Linked DNA regions of Mus musculus: region 1 is linked to region 2. Evidence: chromatin contacts called from public Hi-C data. All regions are on one chromosome and are shown on one strand. Each heading gives the region's core, a stretch centred on a gene start, on an enhancer-like site or on the middle of the called end of the contact. The rest is flanking DNA. Distances are from core to core; before and after follow the strand shown.

Region 1 (5,009 bases), core at 2,137-4,636, 69 kb before region 2:
AGAAAAATGGAAAAGAAAAGGAAATTGAAATAGAAAAAGGCGAGGGAAAGATACTCCCAGGGAAGCCTTCTTTCTCAGGTAGAATTTACAGGCAATGTGTTTTGTTCAAACAAAGACTGAAGGGATTCCGGGCTTACCAAGTATCAAAGGAGTTCTACAATGCCAGGACTTAACAGTGTAACTTTGCCCTCACATAATGCTTGTAAGATAAACACAAATGAAGCAAACTTGCTTTCATTTTTAGGAGCCCCCCAAAGCAGGAGAGGTAGAACATTTAAACCTTCCTGGGCATATGTTTATTTATAAAATCCATTCCCCTCTTCCCCTCTATCCAGCGTCATATAGTCATGTGCTAATTCCTGTCTTGGTCTTTGAAATGTCTGATGCATAGGCCTAACATAGCCGTGGCCTTTTCCCTCTTTTGAGTTTAGATATTATTAGCCCTTGCCCAAACTGTTGTATATCTATTAACCTCCCCTTCTTCCCACTCTGCCTCTGCTCTCCAAACGATCCTAGAGAACATACATTCTCTGTGGATCTGTCCAGTGATCTGTCACATGGCTCCTTTTCTGAACCCTTTCCACAGATCTCTGTTATTCAAAGGCTCCAAGATGTGGCCTCAAATTGCCCTGTCAACCTGATGCCTGTCAACCTGATGTCAACCTGATGCATTCCCAAGCTAATCCTTCCCCTGCGTTCTGCTAACTCTAGAGATTACAAATGCATCCCATAGAGAAGACTCTAATTCCTATAATGGTATGTGGCTCCCATTATGTCTTTCAAAGTTCCTGTTGAAATCTAGCACTTTTTAAATGCCACCTCCCCTGTCAAGTACTGCAGATAACTCTAGACTGTGGCCTTTACTCTTTTTAACTCCTTGGATTCTTGGGTACCCCCACCCACACAAATGTCCCGTTTGTCACTTATGTAACTACAGGGATATAAATTCTTTGAAGGGTGAAAATTGTACCTGTTCACATTAGATTAATTTCCAATTGCAGTTGTACACGGGGTATTTGTTGTCTCGCATTTAATTAGAAATAATTAGGTAAATTACTACTCGTATCTGCATATAATCACTTTTTTCTTTTGACTTATCAGTACTAACTTTGAATAACAAGATTTCAAAAACTTTATTTTTAGCACGAGAATTAAAACTTTACAGAAAAAAAAAAAAAAAAAAAAACAACTGAAGAAACTTCCAGGAGAAGATAGACTTCCATTTCCTTCTTCCCTCAATATTCAAGCCCTTCATCTCTGCACAGCTGAGAGGCCTCTCCGTGCATCTTTTACCCTAGTCTCAGCTGGCAAGCAAGTATCAAGATAAAATCAGGAGCCTAAAACAAACGTGAGCCCTGTTGGGTTCAAATTCCGCTCCTCTGGCAGAACCTGGCCTGGCCGAGAGGGCTCTCCTTAATTACAGGTCTCCACTGGGCTTGGGAGCCAAACTCAGGCTGGCTGAAGCCTACCTGTTTTACCACCACAAAAGAAATGGACTTCTGATTTGTAAGCCCAAGTAGACTATACTTCTCCCCCATTGCTAATCAATGTAAATTGTGCATTCTAAGTTAGAACTGGCAGTTTCCAGTGGTCAATGAAAGTTCAATAAAGAGTCGACAAGAAGGCTTCAGCAGGTAACATCACTAGCTAGGAAGCCTGAAGATCTGAATTCAGTTCCTGAAATCCACATATCTAAAGAGAATCCCTTGGCCTTCTGCAACTTACCCTCTGAACTGGTACCCACAAGCTTTCAGCTTGCACACACATTAGCACACATGTAAATCAGTAGCAGCATGCAAACGTGCACACACACACACACACACACACACACACACACAATGGGTGGGGGGCTCAGCAGAGCTTGAATTATACTACATGGGGTTACCATCGGCACAGTACAGAAATGCTGCTGTCTGTTGCTGTCTACCAGAGCGGCAGCAACATATTTGTGACCTTTTTCGGACCGCCTCACTCCCACCCCTCTACTGCACAGTAAGACCTCGTCCCAGTGTATTTTATGTTATGTATTATTATTCATACAAATATCACAATTTACCATCTGGCAAATATGGACTTGACATGAGCAAGCCAAAGCCATTAAGCAGAGGAGAAATATTCTTCCTGGATTCACCCTAACCTCTTCCCAGCACTCTCCAAGTAGTTCAAGTGTCAGGTTTGAAGGCTTTACCCCAAGAATAAAAGTTGAGGAACTCCTTTCCGCCCAGATCTGGGGGTGTCTGGAATCCCAACTGTACCTGCCAAGGCTTTACGTAAAAGCCACCTTATCACACTCCACGCCTACAACCGACATCTCCTATTTCACAATGAGCAGCAGGACAGAATTTTTCCAGAAACCGCTAATACTCATCAGAGAAAGGAACCCAGGAGCCGCTAGAATGGCATGCCATTTCGGGGTAAACAGAAACAAAAACTTTCTCACCCACAACACTCTGCTCTCTTCTTCCAGCAAAGAAACAAGGGTCCAGGCAAACCCTGGAAAGAGGACAGCTAGCTGAACTGTCTGGGTGGCACAGCGCCCCAGGTGCTGAGGGGGGTTGGGGCTGCTCTCCGGGGAGAAGGCAAGGGGATCCACGCCCACCTTGACCCCTGCATAACACCTCACCTCCCTGCCTAGCTCCCAATAGAGACCACCAGAGGCAGCGGCGGAAACAGCGATGCAGGATGCGGATCCCTTTCCCGCCCGCCCGGACTCACGATCTTGAGCCGGTCCAGTCCACTCGCCTGGTCCATGGCTCTCCATGTGCTTCTCCAGGGCAGGGGCGCGGACAGCCAAGCGGCGTGGCCCGGGAAAAGCCGGGGAGGAGCGGCAGGTCGTCCTCGCCCCTTCCCACTGGCTTTTCAGAAAGCAAAGGGGGCAAAATCAAAAGAAAACAAAACAAAAAAACCCAACCAAACAAACAAACAAAAAAATGGAAGCCGGAGCAGAGCCCGTGGAAGGCGCGCAGGGGCAGGGTCCCCCAGCAGCACCGGGATGGGCGGGAGGAGGTGGCGAAGGAGACCGGAGCAGGAGGGGGAGGCGCGGTTCGCGATGAGGGAGAGGAGGCAGCGGGAGGGACTGAGGTCGGGGCTCTGAGGCTCACAAAGCCAGCAGAAGGCGCGGCGCAGTGGCTACCTGTGCTCCGAGCGCCCCCGCGGGAGCCGCGCTCTCCAGCAGCTCCATCTGGCTCTCCTGCGCCACCGCCGCTACGGGAGGCGACTTGGACGTGTCGCTTTGGACCATCGGCAAAAAGTCGACTCCAAGGCTGCGGGTCCCCTCCTCCACGACCCGGGTCCCCCGCTCCTCTTCGCCCCAGGATCGGAGGCTCTCAGTGCGCGCGACGCCGCTGAAGCATGTTGCAAAGCCTAGACTAGGCGGTGGCGCAGGCACGAGGCTGGGTGGCCGGGGCGAGGGGCGCCAGTTCTTTGGAGCTTCTGGGCCCGCGAGCGGCGGAGGCTGGGACTGCTGGGCGGGCTGGCTCCAGGGAAGGTCCCCGCCAGGAGGAGGGCGCTCCGGGAGCACGAGCCAGGGGGGAGGCGCGTCGGAAAGCGAGAGTGACAAACCACCGCCACTCCGAAAAGTTCTTCGCGGGAGGCGCGGGCCGCGTGGGCTCCGACTCAGCTGCGGCCCGTCGCCGTGGCACTCGCGCTGGAAAGTTTTCGAAGCCACGAAAGCCAGCCAGTCGCAGCTCCCTAGGGAGGTAACTGGCCCAGCTGCTCAGTTCACCTCCTCTTCCTGGAGTCCAGAGGAGGAAAAAGATCCACAGGGTTAGACCCTAAACTGAAACTCTCCATGATTCGAAAAAGGCTACAGACAGACCCCGAACTTCTGCAAAAGCATGAGTGAAAGCACTCGAGGAGTCAGAAAACAAGTGCCAGTGATGAACTAAGACTTCCTCCCACATGGTCCTGACCTGACAATTGGTTCTACTACACCTGTGCCCTAGCTTTTTGGTTTGTGATGGCCTGTTTTGTTTTTGTTGTCTTTGCTAGGAGCTTGTCTTTGCTAGCAGACTATATCGTTCCCGCCCCCAGCGCACCCCCTCCCCGCAGTTGAGAAGTCTTAGTGTAACCGTTGAGACAAAAATAAGCAGGTTTTTAAGGACCCCGAAATTCTTGGTAAGAGGGTAAAACCGGAATAATGGTTCGCTTGTAGTTGGATGGGTGGAGAGGTAGGGAGGAGATGGAGGAGGGGAACCATGATCAGAGTACATTGTGTGAGCTTTCAATTAAAAACAAAGAAACTAAAAGGAGGGGAGGGGAAGAGGGGCACGGGGAGGAGGGGGACGATGAGAAGGAGAAGAAGGAGTGGGGAGGAGGAAGAGGAGGGAGAGGAGGAGGAGGAGGAGGAGGAGGAGGAGGAGGAGGAGGAGGAGGAGAAGGAATTATTTTCCGTTCTAGTATTGCTCATAAGACGCTGCTTTGCTTTGACAACCTTTCTTGCACTGAAAAAAAAATCTACATACAAATTTTCTAGGTAGCACTCACCGAGCAGAAACAAAGTATAACAGTTGTGCAAGCTGAAATACACACAGAGACCTTTTACTAAGGTAAACTTTGTATACTGTGTTTGACTATGATGATGAAATACAGTACCGTGTTCTTCTTAAACTGAGCTGTTTTCATTAAGCAGATGTCTACCATACACTGGATTGAGCCAGAATTTTTTTGTTTTTGTTTTTAAAGGAAGGAAAAAAAAAAAAACAGATCTCGGTATGTTTAAAGATTTAAGCATATACAAAGTGCCGTTGGTTTTCCAAATCTTCAGTCTTATTGCCATTTGGATTACATGTTACTAATGTTAACTAAGACCTAAGTATTAGCTTCCTTTTTTTACCTGGGGGAGGGGGTGACCTCTGACAGGAGCTTGATAAAGCTGTCTCCTGAGCAGCTCTGCCAGTGCCTGACAAATACAGAAGTGGATGCTCACAACCAACCATGGGACAGAGCACAGGGTTCCCAAAGAAGGAGCTAAAGAAAGAACCCAAGGAGCTGAAGGGGTTTGAAGCCCT
Region 2 (4,623 bases), core at 71-2,570:
CACCCCCAAACAAAACAAAACAAAACAAAAACAAACAAACAAAAACATAAAACCCAAAAACCAATATATATATATAGACTTCAAAGGATTTGATCACATTGTGATATGTTTCTGTGCATGAATGTTCAAATGAAAGTCTATAAGAGGGGGCTGGAGAGATGGCTCATTGGTTAAGAGCACTGACTGCTCTTCCAACGGTCCTGAATTCAATTTCCAGCAACCACATGGTGGTTCACAACCATCTGTAATGGGGTCTGATGCCCTCTTCTGGTGTGTCTGAAGACAGCTACAGTGTACTCATCATATACATAAAATAAATAAATAAATAAAATCTAAAAAGAAAGTCTATAGGAGGAATATTTAGTGCCACCCCATGTGAGATTTGTAATTAGAAGGCATGAGCCTTGTAAGAACAAGAAGTGTCCATCACTTTCTTTAGGTTGGGGAAGTTTTCTTCTATTATTTTGTTGAAGACATTTTCAGGTCCTTTGAGCTGAGAATCTTCATTCTCTATATATTGCGATTATTCTTAGATTTGGTCTTTTCATTGTGTCCTGAATTTCCTGGATGCTTTGGGTTAGTAGTTTATTATGTTTTGAATTTTCTTTGACAGTTGTGTCAATCTCTTCTACTATATTTTCTACACCTGAGATTACCTCTTCTATCTCTTATATTCTGTTGGTAATACTTACATCTGTAATTCCTGGCCTAGGTTTTCCATTTCCAGGTTTGCCTCCATTTGTGTTTTCTTTATTGTTTCTACTTCCACTTTTAGGTCTTGGATCGCTTTATTCAATTCCTTCAGCTATTGATATTTTCCTTAAAGGATTCTATTATCTTCATGAGATAGGATTTTAGGAAAAATTCCTGATTTTCAGGTATGTTGGTGTATTTAGGGCTTGCTGTAATGAGAGAACTGGGTTCTGATGATGCCCACCTATTTTGGCACATCACAGTGCAAACTGAGAGGTCCAGGTTGCGGGCTGGGGACAACTGTGCTACTCAAAAAGTCATTGTGGAAAGCCATTTATAAGTGGTACTAGCCCTAAAATGACCATCCTTTCTAAAAGAGGAAGTAACAGATGAGATTTTCAGCAGTAATTTCAAGTAATTGCTACATTCTCTCCAAATGAAAGAAGTAACTTGGCTTTCTGCAAACGGGGTGGGGGTGGGGGCATTTACAGCTGTCCTTTCTCCAAGGGCCACCTGTACAGCCACCCTGACTGCATGTTGCCATTTGCCCCCACACACAAGATGGCCCACCCAAAGACACAGAAAGAACTTAAACCAAAAAGCTTGTTCCTCTGGTGTTCACCACAACTGAGTCAGCCAGCGATTAAAGAACAGCACATTTCTATGGTTGTCACAGAGGCTGGATTCTTCTGCTGGCACGAAGTATTCTAAAAGAGAATGGAAAATTACCCATTTACTTCAAAGAACCATGCTGATTTCCTAGAAATACATTGCACTTGCATGTTGCCAGGGGCAACTGATTAATTCACAGAGATCCTGCCTGTGACTGACAGCTTAAGAAAGGTAAGTTTATGTGAAGCAGATTTGAGATTGGGTATAATGGGTATGCAGAAAGACATCATGCAGTGTGCTAAACAATAGCAGATTTTAGATATGTGCGCACTGAGTCGATCAAAAGCTATTGCATCAGTTTGAGCTCTTGTGAGAATTTGCATGCAAGCATGGATAACTTCGAAGAAAAAGATTGACTGGAGGCATCGAAATAACTAAACAGATTCAGCTAATGCATTTTCACACAGGGAACAGATGTTGCCACATAAAATTCAATCCAAAACATTTTATCAGAAGTCTCTCAGATTAGGTTAAAAGTTGTATAAATAACACAATTCATTATGTGCCGTGAACTTCACAAATGCCAATAAATTGTTCCCATCAGCACATTTTACTATTTCTGGTTTTATACACTTATTTATTTGGTGTTTTTAGATAGGGTCTTCCTATGTAGTACAGGCTGGCCTTGAACTTATGACCTTTTTGTCTTCTGCCATCTAAGTGTTGGAATTACATGTATGTACTATTATTGCTGACACCAAACATCAAATCTTACATACTTATATATGTTGTGTCTTTACAGTGAATAAATACTGGGCATGAGAATAATTTTTATTTCCATTAATTTATTCTTTTTCAGAGGAAAATAAGCAACTGGTAAATCTTTTAACGATATATTTTCAACTTAAGGAATATCTCCAAAATGATCTGTTTATTGAGTGTAGTTTCCAGTGAATAATAATTTGCTGGCAAAGCCTGTTGCTTAACTGTAATCACTGTTGAGTCACAGGGTGGCTGAATCCAGATCACATACCAAGTTGGTCAGAAGCCATGGAAAATAACAGAAGCACACATAACTTCAGTACTGTATTACACTGGGGGGGAGGGAACTCAGATAAAATATGTGCTCGTCTGTCCTTTTGTATCATATACATTCCTATACAGTGGCCTATTGGCATGATAGTCACTTAATTTGCCTCTATATGTGAACCCTGGAAACCTGAAGGCCTTGGGAGCTGTGTGCTATCTATTACTCAACAAAAGTGCCCTGACTAACTGCATACTTGGATGTGTGCTTCCTTCACATCTAGCTAATCATCATACATTATCAACACCATGGGTAAGCTGACCATGTAAAAGACTGTAGAATACTTGCTTTACATATTTAAGATCCTGAGTTCAAGCCCTGGAATCACCAAAAACCATGAAACAACAAAAAGTGAAGTCCTAATATACCAACAAAAGAGATATGATTATGTAGGCACCAAATGAAGTCTATGGTACCATAAGTATTACTTACAGTTAAAGGCAGCTGACAGTCAAAAAGATTCAGGAAAAGATTTCTACTCTCCCTGTTCTACATAGAAGTTGAACATCAATCTCTCTGTAGCTGTAACCACTACCCCACACTTAGGCCAATGTAAGAAGCAGAGAGGAGTTCATATCAGTGGAGATCACTAGGGAAATGAACTATCACCAAGGAAACATTTATCTTCGGTTACTTCTTCCTGATGGTTACCAAACTGTTATTTGTAGACAAAGATCCCAAGATGATGGAGGAAGTTGTTTTCCTCTTCAAAACCATTATATTTATATTTATTATTATTATTATTATTATTATTATTAGTAGTAGTAGTAGTAGTAATAGTATCAAAGAAATCTTTATTCTGGCTGTATTTGTTTCCTTATCATTGGGATCTTTCATACTGCATTTGTTGTTCTGATTATTATGTGTCAGGAGGAATTTCTTTTCTAGTCCAGTCTATTTGGATTTCTGTAGGCTTCTTGTATGTTCATGGGCATCTCTTTCTTTAGGTTAGGGAAGTTTTCTTCTATAATTTTGTTGAAGATATTTGCTGGCCCTTTAAGTTGAAAATCTTCATTCTCATCTACTCCTATTATCCGTAGGTTTGGACTTCTCATTGTGTCTTGGATTTCCTGGATGTTTTGAGTTAGGATCTTTTTGCATTTTGCATTTTCTTTGATTGTTGTGCCCATGTTCTCTATGGAATCTTCTGCACCTGAGATTCTCTCTTCTATCTCTTGTATCCTGTTGCTGATGCTCGCATCTATGTTTTCTGATTTCTTTCCTAGGGTTTCTATCTCCAGAGTTGTCACCCTTTGGGTTTTCTTTATTGTTTCTACTTCCATTTTTAGATCTTAGATTGTTTTGTTCAATTTCATAACCTGTTTGGTTGTGTTTTCCTATACTTCTTTAAGGGATTTTTGTGTTTCTTCTTTAAGGGCTTCTACTTGTTTATCAGTGTTTTTCTGTAATTCTTTAAGGGATTTTTGTGCTGGCTCTTTAAGGCCTTCTACCTGATTAGTTGTGTTCTCCTGTATTTCTTTAAGTAAGTTATTAATTTCCTTCTCTAAAATCCTCTACCAGCATCATGAGATACAACTTTAAATCTGAATCTTGCTTTTCAAGTGTGTTGGGTTATCCAGGACTCACTGTGGTGGGCATACTGGGTTCTGATGATGGTGAGTGGTCTTTCTTTCTGTTAGTAAGATTCTTACATTTGCCTTTTGTCATCTGGTAATCTCTGGAGTTAGTTGTTATAGCTGTCTCTGGCTGGAGCTTGTTCCTCCTGTGATTCTGTTAGCCTCTGTCCACACTCCTGGGAGTCCAACTCTCTCCTGTGTCTCAGTAGTCAGAGTGCTTTCTGTAGGCCACCCCTCCTCTGTCAGGGAGGGAGGGTAGATGTCCGGAGCTCAGATCTGCTTCCTGGTTGAAGACGAAGGCCCAAAATGGGGCCTGTTCCAGAAGCTATGCTGCCTCTGCAATCCACAGGCTCTCCTGTGCAGACTGGTCTCTGAGGGACCCGGGACCCAAGATGGCTCTCCCACCTGCTCCTATTTTGTTCTTTTATTCAAGCACTTCATGCACCACAGAAAAGCAAAATAAACTCTTGATCCCATGGAACTCATTGGAAAAACATTTTCCTTCTCATTAATATCTCAATCCAAATACCACTAGATCTGTGTGTTTCAGGGATTGCAAAACTCACTTTAACATATATGATTCTGTAGCTGCCAGTGGCCAAGGAGAAGTGTGTACCTGGAAGGAGAGCTGGGGATGGATGGGAAGGACAAAGG

Evidence for each region. A called contact is a pair of places that touch in the nucleus more often than the background predicts.
Region 1: a Hi-C map of cortical neurons shows a contact between it and region 2, with 2.3 times the contacts expected there. The contact joins the promoter of Cacnb2 here to the enhancer-like site in region 2. A contact is called at or near these places in 1 of 39 promoter capture datasets (hippocampal neurons), 9 of 484 Hi-C or Micro-C datasets (cortical neurons, forebrain, uterus and 1 more), 1 of 115 datasets of contacts at active chromatin or transcription factors (neural progenitor cells) and 2 of 9 other capture datasets (adipose tissue and pancreatic islet).

What each region holds. Positions count from the first base shown.
Region 1 is chr2:14,602,683-14,607,691 of GRCm38.p6, reverse strand. Cacnb2 (calcium channel, voltage-dependent, beta 2 subunit) reads right to left here and starts at 3,386. Exons shown (of 14, transcript NM_023116.4): 1 at 3,134-3,386. The coding sequence starts at 3,241. It overlaps Gm32741 (a long non-coding RNA gene), which reads left to right and starts at 3,107. Exons shown (of 4, transcript XR_374017.4): 1 at 3,107-4,116; 2 at 4,475-4,547.
Region 2 is chr2:14,532,263-14,536,885 of GRCm38.p6, reverse strand. The region is part of intron 3 of Gm13266 (predicted gene 13266); the gene reads right to left. Among named protein-coding and RNA genes, the nearest start is that of Gm13266, 22 kb to the right of the region's middle. Within about 2 kb of position 1,320, at least 40 of the 459 cell types and tissues checked have an H3K27ac peak or open chromatin away from gene starts, as enhancers often do. A contact at or near this core is called in cortical neurons, forebrain and hippocampal neurons, where this site is marked.